2 separate regions of the Sus scrofa genome follow, and region 2 is linked to region 1. A link is a contact called in public HiChIP or PLAC-seq data. All regions are on one chromosome and are shown on one strand. Each heading gives the region's core, a stretch centred on a gene start, on an enhancer-like site or on the middle of the called end of the contact. The rest is flanking DNA. Distances are from core to core; before and after follow the strand shown.

The links. HiChIP or PLAC-seq counts read pairs in DNA pulled down with a chosen protein or histone mark.
Region 2: an H3K27ac HiChIP or PLAC-seq map of alveolar macrophages shows a contact between it and region 1. The contact joins the promoter of RAB20 here to the enhancer-like site in region 1. A contact is called at or near these places in 1 of 5 promoter capture datasets (liver), 5 of 47 Hi-C or Micro-C datasets (blood, brain, liver and 2 more) and 1 of 2 datasets of contacts at active chromatin or transcription factors (alveolar macrophages).

Annotation. Positions count from the first base shown.
Region 1 is chr11:77,137,841-77,144,095 of Sscrofa11.1, reverse strand. COL4A2 (collagen alpha-2(IV) chain) reads right to left here. Exons shown (of 48, transcript XM_021065909.1): 28 at 5,898-6,005; 29 at 2,747-2,968; 30 at 967-1,128. Among named protein-coding and RNA genes, the nearest start is that of RAB20, 48 kb to the left of the region's middle. Within about 2 kb of position 3,690, at least 1 of the 83 cell types and tissues checked has an H3K27ac peak or open chromatin away from gene starts, as enhancers often do. A contact at or near this core is called in alveolar macrophages, where this site is marked.
Region 2 is chr11:77,183,861-77,190,381 of Sscrofa11.1, reverse strand. It overlaps RAB20 (ras-related protein Rab-20), which reads left to right and starts at 1,489. Exons shown (of 2, transcript XM_003482931.4): 1 at 1,489-1,954. The coding sequence starts at 1,783.

The DNA.
Region 1 (6,255 bases), core at 2,441-4,940:
GGGGAAGCGCCTGGCTTAGGTCTGATCTATGTGTGGCCCAGCGTCCCTAGCGTGGGCAGAGCTGTGGTCCTGGACAGAGCTGTACCTGATTCCGGCACATGAGACTAGGGTCACCGTGACAGTGCCTGATGGATGTCTGGCCCCTCCCATCACCGAGCACAGCGCTCGGCCTCCTGCAAAGGCTCCAGCGAGCAGACACCGGCGTGCGCGTCTGCGTCTCTGCTCCCGCACCCCTCGCTCCGTCCTGTTCCCGAAAGGGCGCTTTTTCCTTTTTTGTCCACATCTTTCACTTTCAGGAAACAAATAATTTTGCCTCTTGGAAGCAGAGCAGAAGTTTGAATGTTTGCCATGGGAATTTCTTCTTTTTTTTCCTCCTGATGAAATCTTGCCTAGAACCACAGCGCGTACAGCAGGGACAAGGGAAGCAGGGTGTGTCTCAGGCTGTCTGAATTCTCCTTTTCGGGGACACATATGTCCTGTCTGGGGACCTGTCAGCATCTGAACCGTGTCCCTGGGGAAGGCAAAGGCTGGCGTGCTAACCGGTACCTTGGGATGTGCGTGCCCTCGGAGCGGGGCCTCTACAGAGGCGACGGCCGTTAGTTAAGTGAGGCCGCGAGGGGCTCCTCGCCTGTGTGGCTGGTGCCCTTAGAAGAAGAGGGGAGTAGGACGCTGGCACACACAGAGGGATGACGGTGACCCTTGGAGACGCAGAGAGAAGACGGCCGTCTACACACCAAGGACGAGGCCTGGGGAGGGGCCGGCCCGGCTGCCACCCTGCCGCGGGACCTCAGTCTCCACACCGTGAGAGAACGAACTCTGTATTTAGGCCAGGCCGCGGGCGGTATTTCGGGCCCCCTGCAGCTCTTGAGGGGGGCTCCTTGGAGCACAGTCAAGGACTCCGGGGTGGTGCTGGTTCCCCGAGAGCACAGGGAGGCCCCACCCCTCGAAGGGAGCTGGGATCCTTACCTCCAAAGCCTGGGGCGCCCGGCGGCCCCAAGGGCCCTTCCCGGCCCGGAGCTCCTGGGAAGCCGTGCTGTCCTGGCGGCCCGGGCAGGCCCGGCTGGCCCGAAGGTCCTGGGAAGCCCGGCTGCCCCTTGAGGCCTGGCATTCCTGGCATCCCCTCGCTTCCTGCAGGAAAGGAGACAACACCTGAGGACAAGCCCCCAGCTCACTGCCAGCACCACCTACCGCCTCAGGCTTGTTCTGCAAAGACAGGTTTTCTGGCGGGGGGGACGTGGAAAATGCACAGAAGTGAAACAAAGGTGGGAAGCTCACGCTCTTGCCCCGAGACAGGCACTCACACCTCGGTATCTTTCCTTCTGGCCTTTTTCCTGCTCCTGTAACTACACCTAGATCGTAGATGTTTGCAGAACTGACACCCACTTCAGCTGCAGGTTGGTTTTTCCTTCCTTTTTCAGCTGCACCCATGGCACATGGAAGTTCCCTGGTCAGGGATCGAATCCAAGCCACATCTACGACCTATGCCCCAACTGCCCCAACTCTGGATCCTCAACCCAGAGTGCCACAGTGGGAACTCCTTAAGTGCAGTTTTAATCTAGCTTTCTTTCACTTGATATTTATAGTGGGAGCATTTGGCCACATTTGAAAGTACTCTTTTCAAGCACATTAAGTGGCGACGTGCGTAACTTCCTGGTCTGCCCGCTGCTGCCGCCGGGGGTGGTCGGATGGACATGAAAACAGTTTCTCCAAACTGATGCTTTGGAAATCTAAGCTTTTACCAAAAATATCCTGCCTAGACCAGCTGGGCATTACGGTGACACTGAACGTGGGGAACTGCCACAGGCTTGAAAGGGACCCTGAGGCCGTTTGCTGTTGCCACACTCTGACTTTTTAAAAAGCTGCCACAGGCACCCTCTGTAGAAGAGCTGGGGCAGGGCTTCTACCCTCAGACTGCAGAAGGGACCGGCAGGGCACACGGACACTTGCTCCCCAGCCTGGGGTGTCCACCTGCCCATCGAGAACCAGGCGTCCCCACCTCACGGCTCATGGCTCCTGTGAAGGCCGCCTGCGGGCCTGGCGGCTTTGGGTATAGACATCACTTCCTGCACCGGGCGGAGCCCCGACGGAGGGGCTCGGGCACCGGGCTGATGACAACAGACAGTCCGCACACCGCAGCTGGTGCATCTTCGGGGACCCCTAATGGGCTGCCGTCTCCCCACCCGCTCGTCGGTCAGGCCGTGTCATCAGAGCCGGGCGTCTGGGTCCTCAGGGCCCGTTTTGCATAAACCGGAAGCTCAGAGCCTTGGACGCCTTGCTTATTTGCCCAACAACGGGCGTCTTCCGCTTTGCTAAACGCACGTGGGTGATGCTGTGAACTCTTCACGCCTCAATTCCACACCCGCAGAGGAAGCCGCGCCCAGATCGTCTCTGCCTTCCTCGCCACCCCCACCGAGCACCGCGGGCCCTTCGTCACACCACGTGTTCTGCTGAAAGCAGCTGTGAGCCCCCCACGATGGCGCCCCCCGACCTGGAGACAGCACACCAGCTAACTGTACTAGAGGAAGGGCTGAGTCGGCCACCTGTCCTGGCGGCGGACGGTAGACACAGCATGATGGCCACCATTCCAGAGCATTCCAAAGGAAGGTTGGCACCGAGCGGGAGAAGCAGCAACGAGACTCATAAGCACAGTCCCGGGGTTCCCACCAAACCTCCCGGAGGGCTTTTTGAGCCCCTGGGGAGCGCGGGGCAGTGGCCAGGCCCCTCCCCACCCGCCGTGGCGACCTACCTCTGAATCCAGGCGCTCCTCTCTCTCCTGGGGGGCCCTTCAGCCCGGGGTGTCCAGGCAGTCCGGGGTCTCCCCGGGAACCCGGCTGGGCCCCCAGGACTTCTCCAGGAAGGCCCTTGTCCCCTGGGGGTCCGACTGGCCCTGGCAGGCCGGAGGGGCCTGGGAGTCCGTCCAGGCCGGGGGGGCCCACTGCACCTTTGGATCCTCGGGGCCCCACAAACCCTGGAAGGAAACACATGGCGTCCCCATAATCAGAGGTCAGCATCATGGCATCATGGCATCACGTAAGAGAGGTACCAGAACGAGGCTGAGGCAGCAGGGGTCTGTGTGGGGCAGCCGGCTCCAGCCCTGGCCCCATCGCTGGCCTCTGAACCCACAGCACTCGCAAGGCTGTCCTCCTGCCTCCCTGCGCCGTCTGGCCCCAGGCCCAGGGTGCAGTGGAGGTCGACAAGCGCTCTGAACCGACTTTCCCTGGACTGAACCCTTCATCATTCGTGGGCTCCTGTGCTGCGCAAATAATCCCAGAATCGCTTCCAAGCTGTGTGTGCAGGTGAGGGCAGATCCCAGGACATGAGGACAGACCCCAGGAGGTGAGGGCAGATTCCAGGAGGCGAGGACAGACCCCAGCAGGTAAGGGCGGACCCCAGGAGGTGAGGACGGACCCGAGGAGGTGAGGACAGACACCAAGAAGTGAGGGCGGATCCCAGGAGGTGAGGACGGACCCCAGGAGGTGAGGACGGACCCCAGGAGGAGAGGGTGACCAGACCCTCAGAGCCCCAACTCTGTCCCCTCCCATCCCCCGTCCTGGAGCGGGATCCTCAGACATCGGCCGGTTTGGAACAACTCTGAAGGGGAAGCGAGCCTCCCTGTCGCCACTGCCACCATGTCCGGATGGAGGGTGGTCTGGCCACGCCTGGACACCACAGCAATGGTCTCTTCAAACCACTTCCCCTCTCAGGCTCTCACCCTGATGTGACCTCAGACTGAACTGCAAGAGTGACAGTCACACGTCTGTCCAGAAGGAAAGGCTTCTGAGGTCACTGCCACCAAGGTTGGTGGGGGGCGTGGGGAGGAGGCCTTCCTGCCCGTCCCGGGCACTGACCGGCTCTGGCCTTAACCCGAGTGTCACTGGCAGACCCCGTGTCAGGGTCTAATGATGTGAAGGGGAGAAGGAAGAGGCTCTCACGGAAGCGACGGAACTGCTCAGGGGACCGGGCCGCCCCGGCGCGTGCGGGTCTTACATCTGGGATGGACTCTGAAGGTGGCGTTTTCTGTCCGCTGCCCGCGGAGCTGGGATGGACGGTCCTTCTGCCGCTAGGACAGGTGACGTGCATTTGGAAAAGCGAGGCCTCGGTTCCTCTCGCCCGCCTTCCTCTGGTCTCCCCACTGCCCTGTTCTCTCAAGGGCCAGCGTGTCCCCACAAACCAGGCTTTCTTCGACTACAGTGACCTTCCGGAATTTTCCGAGGAGGCGCATCCCACTCATTCCCCAGGCCCTGCAGTTCCCCGGGCTGGGCCCGCCTGGCCAGGCAGGGAAGTGATTGCTTCGGAGCCACAGAGAGAAGGTCTCAAGAAGCTGCATCTTCGCAGACAATTCCCACTTCGCTTTAGGAGGTGTGATGGCAGCCAAGTGGCAGCGCTCTACCTGCAAAGGCCCCGGCCTGGCCGCAAGATGATGCCGTGCGCCCCTCCGCGTGCGGGCGCAGACCACCCCTCGCTGCTCTCCGGGCCTTGGCTCTGCTGCTCTCTGGGCCTTGATAACAGTCACGGGAGCAGCCGCTCCTAGTCTGCAAATCATGGACCGACATGCAAGGCTCCAGGCTCAGGTGTGCAGCGGCGTTTGCAGGCTGGGATGCTGAGTCCTGGACGCTCGATCAGGATGGACGCCAAGCTGTATGTTTAGCATTAAACCAGCTGCCCGAGGGCAGGACAGGCAAGAGGCAAAACTCAATGAGTCTCTGCTGAAAACACTTGCTCAACGGTCTCAATCTAAGGAACTACTCTTTGGTGTCACAGTGCAGAGATCTGGAGGGTTCTCTCGGGTTCCGGGGCCTCGGTTTGAAGGGATCGCTGAGCCGCCGGAGGGCGTGGGAGGAGTGCCAGGGGTCTGCATGCACCGGGCCTGCAGCACCGAGGTCTGCGTCCCCGGGTCCGGCCGGCCTGTCCCCGAGGCGCCAGGGGGAACGCGGCCGCGGTGTCCTGACGTGTGTGGGGGTGGTTATGGAGCAGAACCTCCTGGAGGCAGATTTCATGCCAACCAAGCAAGAACTTTCTAGCAGGAAGAGAGTTTCGAAGTCTCACAGTGCCGGGTGGCTGATCCCCACGAGGCTGGAAGAACACCTGCGGGAGCCTGCGGGGTGTTTGCCTCGGGGACCTCACTGGCTTCCATGGTTTTGCTCAGACAATGTAGTCCCCGGGGCCTGGGCCTCTGCACACACAGGGACACAGGCGTGCTCTGGGCCGCGACCCAGAGGGACAGCTGTGTTTGGGGTCACTGAAGGGCGTTCTAGAACAGGTGGACACCCAGGCAGGTGCGCCCAACTCTTCACCCCAGTCGGTGACAGAGGCTCGCTCATCTCCCTCCCCACATGGCGAAGAGGGCATCATTGGCTTCCGGGACGCCTTGTTGGGTCAAGTGTGGATGGAATGGTGCAAAGTGTTCACTCAGAGGAGCTGCACCCTGCGGGGGGCAGACAGCGCCACGAACCGCAGAATCCCAGGTGTTCCCTGCGTGGCGGTGGTGAGTGAGCAGATGGGGAGCGGATGATGAGGGCGCAGAAGAGGGTGACGCCAGGCGCCCTTAGAATGTTTACTATCAAACACAGAAAAATCTCGCTGCCGCCTTCGTCCTGCAAGACCCCAGCGTAGCCTTCGTGCTGCAGAGGGTGATGTTTTAGTTTCCCAGAGCCAAGAACATACATTACTTGTTGGCTATGCTCGCGGCATCTGGAAATTCCTGGGCCAGGGATCGAACCTGCGTCACAGCAACGACCCGAACTGCTACAGGGACAATGCCGGATCCTTCACTGCTGCACCCCAGGAGAACTCCCCAACAGTTTTCAAGTGTGAGAAGACAGTGGTGCTGGGGCCACCATCTCACACAGTCACTTGCTGGGCGGAAGGGGCTGAGTGGGCGTCCCGCCCTGACTCACCTGGGGGTCCTGGGAATCCCTCGCGACCTGGATCTCCCGGGAATCCCTTCAGCCCTGGGGCTCCATCAGCTCCCGACGGCCCTGGGATCCCTCTGAGGCCCTTGGCACCTAAATAACCCAAAGAAACCAGGTCAGAAGCGGAGGGGAACCCCCAGCAGGAGATGAACTGGAGACTCAGGTCTGGCACCTGACTTAAAAACGTGGTTTCTTAGGAAGCTGGGAAGGGACGAGGCTGGGGGACATCAGCCCCGAGACAGCTCCTCTGACAGCCGGCGGGGCTGCGTCTCAGTCTGCACCAGAAACAGAGGGTCAGTCTACACTGGAAACGAGGGTCAGTCTACACCAGAAATGGTGAATC
Region 2 (6,521 bases), core at 240-2,739, 48 kb before region 1:
AAGTGCTGGACAATTAAGCAAAAAAAATTTTAAATGAACTTGCTCAGTGAATTCTACATGCCAGGCACTGGGCTATGTGCTGGCACTGTCCTTGCCCCTGAAATCCTGATGAGAAGCCACCAGTGTTTTGAGTGGAGGCAACATTCAGCTAATGAACACTTTTGTCTACACACAAAACACATCCTGATTGAGCTGGGGCTGTGTTTCAGTTCAGCACTTGAGAGATGCCCGAGAAAGGAAGCAACTGACCTGCCTTTGTGGGATCATCCCCCTGTTTACTGAGTGAGGGAGCTCCCCAGAAAGGTGGGCAGAGACCCAGGGTTGGTTAAAACACACTCCCTGTCCGCAGGGAAATTTGAACGACCCAGGAGGGAGGTGCGGAGCCCGCTGAGACCGGGATGGTGAATTCAGCCACCATGTTCTGGCTCAAATCTTTCTTGAGCAGCTGTTTTGTGCGAGACGACCCCCACCAGGCAGAGTGGTGAGCAGAAGACAAAAGTCCCTTCCTCATGGAGCTTAGTTTCCAGAGTGGGAGATGCACAGAGATGAAACAGTGCGGTTTTATTCGAGAGCCCTGAGAAATGAAGCAGGATAGGGCCGAGACGGAAAGGCGTGGGAAGGGTGGTGCTTGTGCTGCGGGACGGAGGCAGGAACCGTGGGCAGAGTTCCGCCTCGTGGCGTGGGCGTAGGCCACAGGGAACAGGGAAGGCCTCGAAGCAGAGAAAGCCCCGAATATTCAAGGTCGGCCCTCCTCGGCTGAGACGCCCTCATGCCTCCCCCGCTCAGGGCGCCCCACTCCCCTTCCGCCCGGAACCCCAGGACACCGCTCGGCTTCAGCAAACACCGCCTCCCGGTGTCCAGACTAGGGCATCGCCCTTGTCCCAAATAAATGCCAACTCCCACACGCCGAGAACGTTAAGAAGCATTTCGAGGTTCACTCCATCAGCAAAAGGAGGAAAGATGTCTTTGGCAGTCATTGCAACTGCCCACGTCGACTTTCCCCTCCAAAGTTTTGAGTGGCGACGGCTGTTCACGTCTCAGAAAAGAGCTTCTTGCCCAAGTGAACAAAACAAAACGACGCTAGCAAGCCCCGCTCCTTCCTAGTCCTTGACAGTCGGAGGGTGGTGTCCCACATTCGCTCCCTTCTGGAAAACTCCGCGCGTCCGGCCCAGAGGGAAGCCTGGGGCGGGGGAGGGAGCTGGAGGCCCATCCCCGCCGGGACTCTCGGCTCCAAGGTCAGCAGGCCCGGGCCGCGTCCCTGCGAGGCGTCCAGCCGGGGCCCGCCTCCCGGGACTCCGTCTCCATCTTCGCTCGAGCCCCCGGGAGCCGGGGCTCCCACCTGTCCGAATCTGCCCAAGGTTTCCAGGCAGAAAGCACCTTCCGACCAAAGGGCCAAGTCCACGGGGGCGGGGCGCGGGCGGGCCCGGGCCTCGGGAGGCTGGGTGGGCGGGGTTTGGGGGCGGGGCTTGGAGGCGGGGCGGGGCTTGGAGGCGGGGCGGGGCGGGGCCCGGGCGCCCCCGACCTGGTGCTGACCGCCGCGGTCTGGACACCTTGAGTGGGCGTCGGGCTGGGTCCCCGGCTCCTTCCCAGCGCGGACACGCGCTTCCTCTTCCGCGTTCCCAGGCGTCCAGACCGGAGGGTCGCCACGAGTTCGGGGTCCCCGCGAGTCCTAGTCTCCGCGAGTTCCGAGTTTGAGCCTTCTCGGGGAGCCTGGCTGCTCCTGCCGCGCCCCGGGCACAGGGGGCAGAGGGCACGGGAAAAGGGGGGGGCTCCTGCGGGAAAATGAGAAAGCCAGACGGGAAGATCGTGCTTTTGGGGGACATGAACGTGGGCAAGACGTCGCTGCTGCAGAGGTACATGGAGCGGCGCTTCCCGGACACAGTCAGCACGGTGGGCGGCGCCTTCTACCTGAAGCAGTGGCGTTCCTACAACATCTCCATCTGGGACACTGCAGGTGAGGGGCGAGGGGCTTCCAGCTGAGCGAAGCGGCTGTCAGGGCCAAGGTCGGGAACGGCCCGGGGTCTCCTGGGGGCGGGGTCTCCCAGAGCCAGGCCCTCCTGGGGCGGGGTGCCCGAGGGCCAAGTTCCCCTCAGGGCAGGTGTCCCCTGTCCCACACAGGGGTCCTGCTCTTGCTCTGCAGGTGACTGAGTCTTGGGGATCAGGCCCCTCGTCACAGTGTGGGGCCCCCCTTGGCCCCTTTCTACTCCTACTTCCCTTTGCTCTTTGGAAAACCAGCCGTTTAGCTACTGGGTACATCTTAGTGACAATCCAGGAAAGCACCCCTGGCTCCAAAGAGAACCTGCTGGTGACTTGTGTTCCCCGAGGGGCATCTGGCTCCAGAGCACCCCTGCCCAGACAGCTAGTGGTAACCCGAGGCATTTAAGTCCTTCCACCAACAGGAGCTCAGCTGCTGTCCACAACCACCTTGAGGGGTGAGCAGTGCTGATATAATTACATCTCCTTCCAAAAGAGAAAACAGGAGTTCCTGTTGTGGCTCAGGGGGTCAAGAACCAGACTAGTGTCCATGAGGACGCAGGTTTGATCCCTGCCCTCGCTCAGTGGGTTAAGGATCTGGTGTTGCCGCAAGCTGCTGCGTAGGTCTCGGATGTGGCTCCAATCTGGTGTGGCTGCAGCGTAGGCCGGCCCTGCAGCTCCGATTCAACCCCCAGCGTGGGAACTTCCACATGCCCCAGTGTGGCCCTTAAAAAAAAAAAAAAAAAGGACGAAAGGAAAAGAAAGCGGAAGCTCCCAACATTCCCTGAGGGCTTAGGCAGGAAAATAGGAAGCAGAACTGAGGTCTCTTCCCTCAATGCCAAGTTTATCTGCATTTCCCACTTATCATTGGCTTGATCTAGGCTCATGGACGTTATGGGGTTTTTGAAGTGATTTTCTGTAGAAGCATTTTTTTTTTTTTTTTTTTTTTTTTTGTCTTTTTGTTGTTGTTGTTGCTATTTCTTGGGCCGCTCCCGCGGCATATGGAGGTTCCCAGGCTAGGGGTTGAATCGGAGCTGTAGCCACCGGCCTACGCCAGAGCCACAGCAACGCGGGATCCGAGCCGCGTCTGCAACCTACACCACAGCTCACGGCAACGCCGGATCGTTAACCCACTGAGCAAGGGCAGGGACCGAACCCGCAACCCCATGGTTCCTAGTCGGATTCGTTAACCACTGCGCCACGACGGGAACTCCTGTAGAAGCATTTTTAAGGCAGGTAATTGTGTGGTATATTTGTGCTTTTTCAAAAGCACAGTTTACTGGAGGATCTTGCTTCAAGCTTACAGTTTAACTCTACAAAATTACACTGACATGAGGTGTTACAATAGAATATATTTCCTTCCCCACGAAAGGAATAAGATACCACGAGTAAAGAAACTGTAAATAGTATGGCCTGTTCTCAATGAACTTGACTTTCTGGAAGCCCGAAACTTTAAGGTCTGACTTTTTAAATGTCTGCACTTTAAGAAGTAAGATGTATGCCAGAAGATCCTGTCCAGAGTTTTCAAACTGCCGACTCGGGCGCACAGTCTGCTGAATAAACAAGATGTAACTCATCCTGTGTTTAAAACTGAATTAATGACGGCCACTGTCAGAGGCCCGCCCCGCCCGTTGCTGTCTTTTCTGTCTGCGCTGGTGAACGTCCTGACTAATTAATTTGCAATCACACTGTGAAAACAGCATCTCCCGGGTGCAGATGTACCTCCCCTGCTCCGTTCTCCGCCTCCGGGCTGCAGAGGGAGGTTCCTGCGAGGTCCCTTGCTTAAGCTGACTCTCCCGTGCTAAGGGTTTGGTGATGATGGAACGAGGGCTTTAGAAACCAGATCAAGTTAACACGACCCAGACTTTGCCTGTTTTTACGAGGCTGGTCCTTAGGCTTCTTTGGATGAACGGTTGGACCTCACTGCTGTCCTTGGTTACAAGACAGGAATTCAGGGTTGGCGCTGGGGACCCAAACTCAGAGCCTCGAGGCGGTGCTGCTGGAGGCTGACTGTTACCACATGGTGTGGCGTTTTGGGAACAGGGTGTCCCAGCAAGCGTCTTGGCATCTGAGGTGTGAAGGAGCAGTGTCATTTCGGCCAGCCACTTTGCTCTTCCGTGACAAGGACGTGATGTAGCCCAGATCTTGACCCCTGAGGATTGGGCAGTATGGCAGATGTGATGCCCTGGCTCCTAGGGGCAGCGACTCGTTTCCTGGCTGCCGAGACTGCTGCCTTCTCGCCGGAACCCGTATGTGAGCTCAGCCGGCCCCTGGGGCAGTGGGTGCTCTGGGCCTGTCTCCACACTTGCTACCCTCCTGTGTACACTCGCTCAGGGTGACCTCGGCTCAGAGTCAACAGGGACCTAGTCCACCTTGGTGCCAGGCTCCCTCGGCAGCCTGGGGGGAAAAGGCAGGTGTGAATCTTTTCTTGGAGGTAATTCTTCTTTTCCCCCCGTTTTGGCCGCCCCTCGGCATTTGGAGCTCCTGGGCCAGGGGTCAGAGCCGTGGGTCAGATCCCACCCGCAGTCAACACCCAAGCTCCAGCTGTGGCAACGCTGGATCCTTAGCCCACTGTGCTGGGCCCAGGGATTGAATCCGAGTACCAGTGCTCCCAAGAGGCTGCTGATCCTGTTGCGCCGCAGCAGGAGCTCCTGCTTTTTGGAATTCTTGTTGGAAATTCCAAAGTTTAGCTTTTGGGGATTCCCTCTTTTTCCCTCCTTTTGCCTTGCTCCTTTTTCCTATTCCACAGACATTGTCTTCTGAGTTGCGTTCATTTTAGTTTTTATAACTGGCACAGAGGGATGGGGAGCAGCTTGAGGACAGACTGTTCTTTGCTTTTTTGTCTTTTTTGGGGACAGACTGTTTTAAAGGCTGCTCTTGGTCACGGGGTGGAGAGAGTTTAATAATAAAAATGTTCGTAAGGGGTCAGAGTTCCTGTTTTGCTCTTGGCATGTCCTTTCAAACCCCAAAGTGCTAGCTGCCCGATGCCTGCCAGCAGCAGGGTGTGTGTGTGTGTGAAGTGGAGAGCAGAGTAGCGATTTACTGGTTGTTAGGTAGTTATCTTATTCCGTTGTCACAGGACCCATTCAGGGGGAGGTGACAGTGGGGGACGGGGCTGGAAGCCGGTAGAGGTCGAGTTGGACCCAGACCTGGTCCAGGGCCAGCTAGCCTCCTCCTCCTGCAGGGACTTCCTCTCTGACCCTGGCCTTGTTGGGTGGACAGATGTGGGGCGGTCCCTGGAAATGGTTTGCTGAGTCCCAGAAGCAGAAGGAGGTCACCCAGTGAGGAGACAGCCCAACAGAAGCCACCAGCACCTCCTCTCTGCCTGCCCCTCGGCAGGTCCGAGCTGTGAAAAGATGCCGTCCTTTGATCATCAGATGGAAATCCTGCCCCCACTGGGGTCCCTGCCCCGTGGGCGTCAGTGCCAGAGGGGGGGAGGGGCAAGCCCGGAGACACATCCCATCACTGTTTGGAGGAAAATGCAGCAGGGTGATGAGAAAGAGATGGGTGGGCCCAAAGGGACGTTCCACCAGAGCTGGAGCCCAGGGCAGGCCCCTCGCTGGATCCAGGGGTGCCCCCTCCCCAGGCGATGCCCTGCACTCAGCCCTCCCTCTTTCCACCCCCTTGAGGGTGGTGGGGTGGCTGTGACTCGTTTGCATTCCCCGTGTCCCAGTGTCGGTCAGTCCCCTGAAGACCTTTTTGTTTGTCTTTTCAGGGCCGCGCCCGCAGCACGTGGAGGTTCCCAGGCTAGGGGTCGAATCGGAGCTGTAGCCGCCGGCCTCCACCACAGCCACAGCCACACGGGATCCTTAACCCGCTGAGCGAGGCCAGGGATCGAACCCCAAACCTCATGGTTCCCAGTCGGATTCATTGACCTCTGCGCCCCGACGGGAACCCCCCCCCCCCCGCCAAGACCATTTCTGCCACGATCCCGTCGGCTCCAGCTCGCAGTAAAGGGTAAAGGGCAAAGGGCATGCTTCTCATTTCCACTGAGCCCTCGCTGGCAGTGCCCTGATGCCCGGGGTCCCGCCTGTCGTGCATTCGCGCCGCTCAGGGTCTTTGGGACAAACCGGGTTCCTGCTTCCCCGCGCCGCACGTCCTCCGAGCCCCCGACGTGACGGTCTCCAAGCCGTGAGGTCCACCCGCGGTTGCTGACAGTCTAGGTCCTTCCCCCGCGCTCCTCGGATTCTCCCCGCCTCGTGCATTGCCCAATTCCACAGCCACTTCTACATTCGTTTCAGCAGCATTCACTCCCGGGGTCAAAACCTGTGTTAGTTCCCTACCGCTGTTGTAACAAATCGCCACAAACTTTGTGGCTTAGAAACGCACAGAAGTCCCCAGCGGGTCTCACGGGTTCAAAGTCAGGGTGTCAGGGGGCCTGCGTTCCTTTCCCGAGGAGGCTCGGGGAAGAAGCGCTTCCCTGCCTGCCCGGCTCTGGAGCCTGCCCGGGCTTCGCCCTCCCCCCTGAGGCTGGGCGGGGGCTGGGGGAGCCCTCCCCCCTCCACGTGCCTCGGACCCTGACTGTCTCGCCCCTCTCCCACACCCAA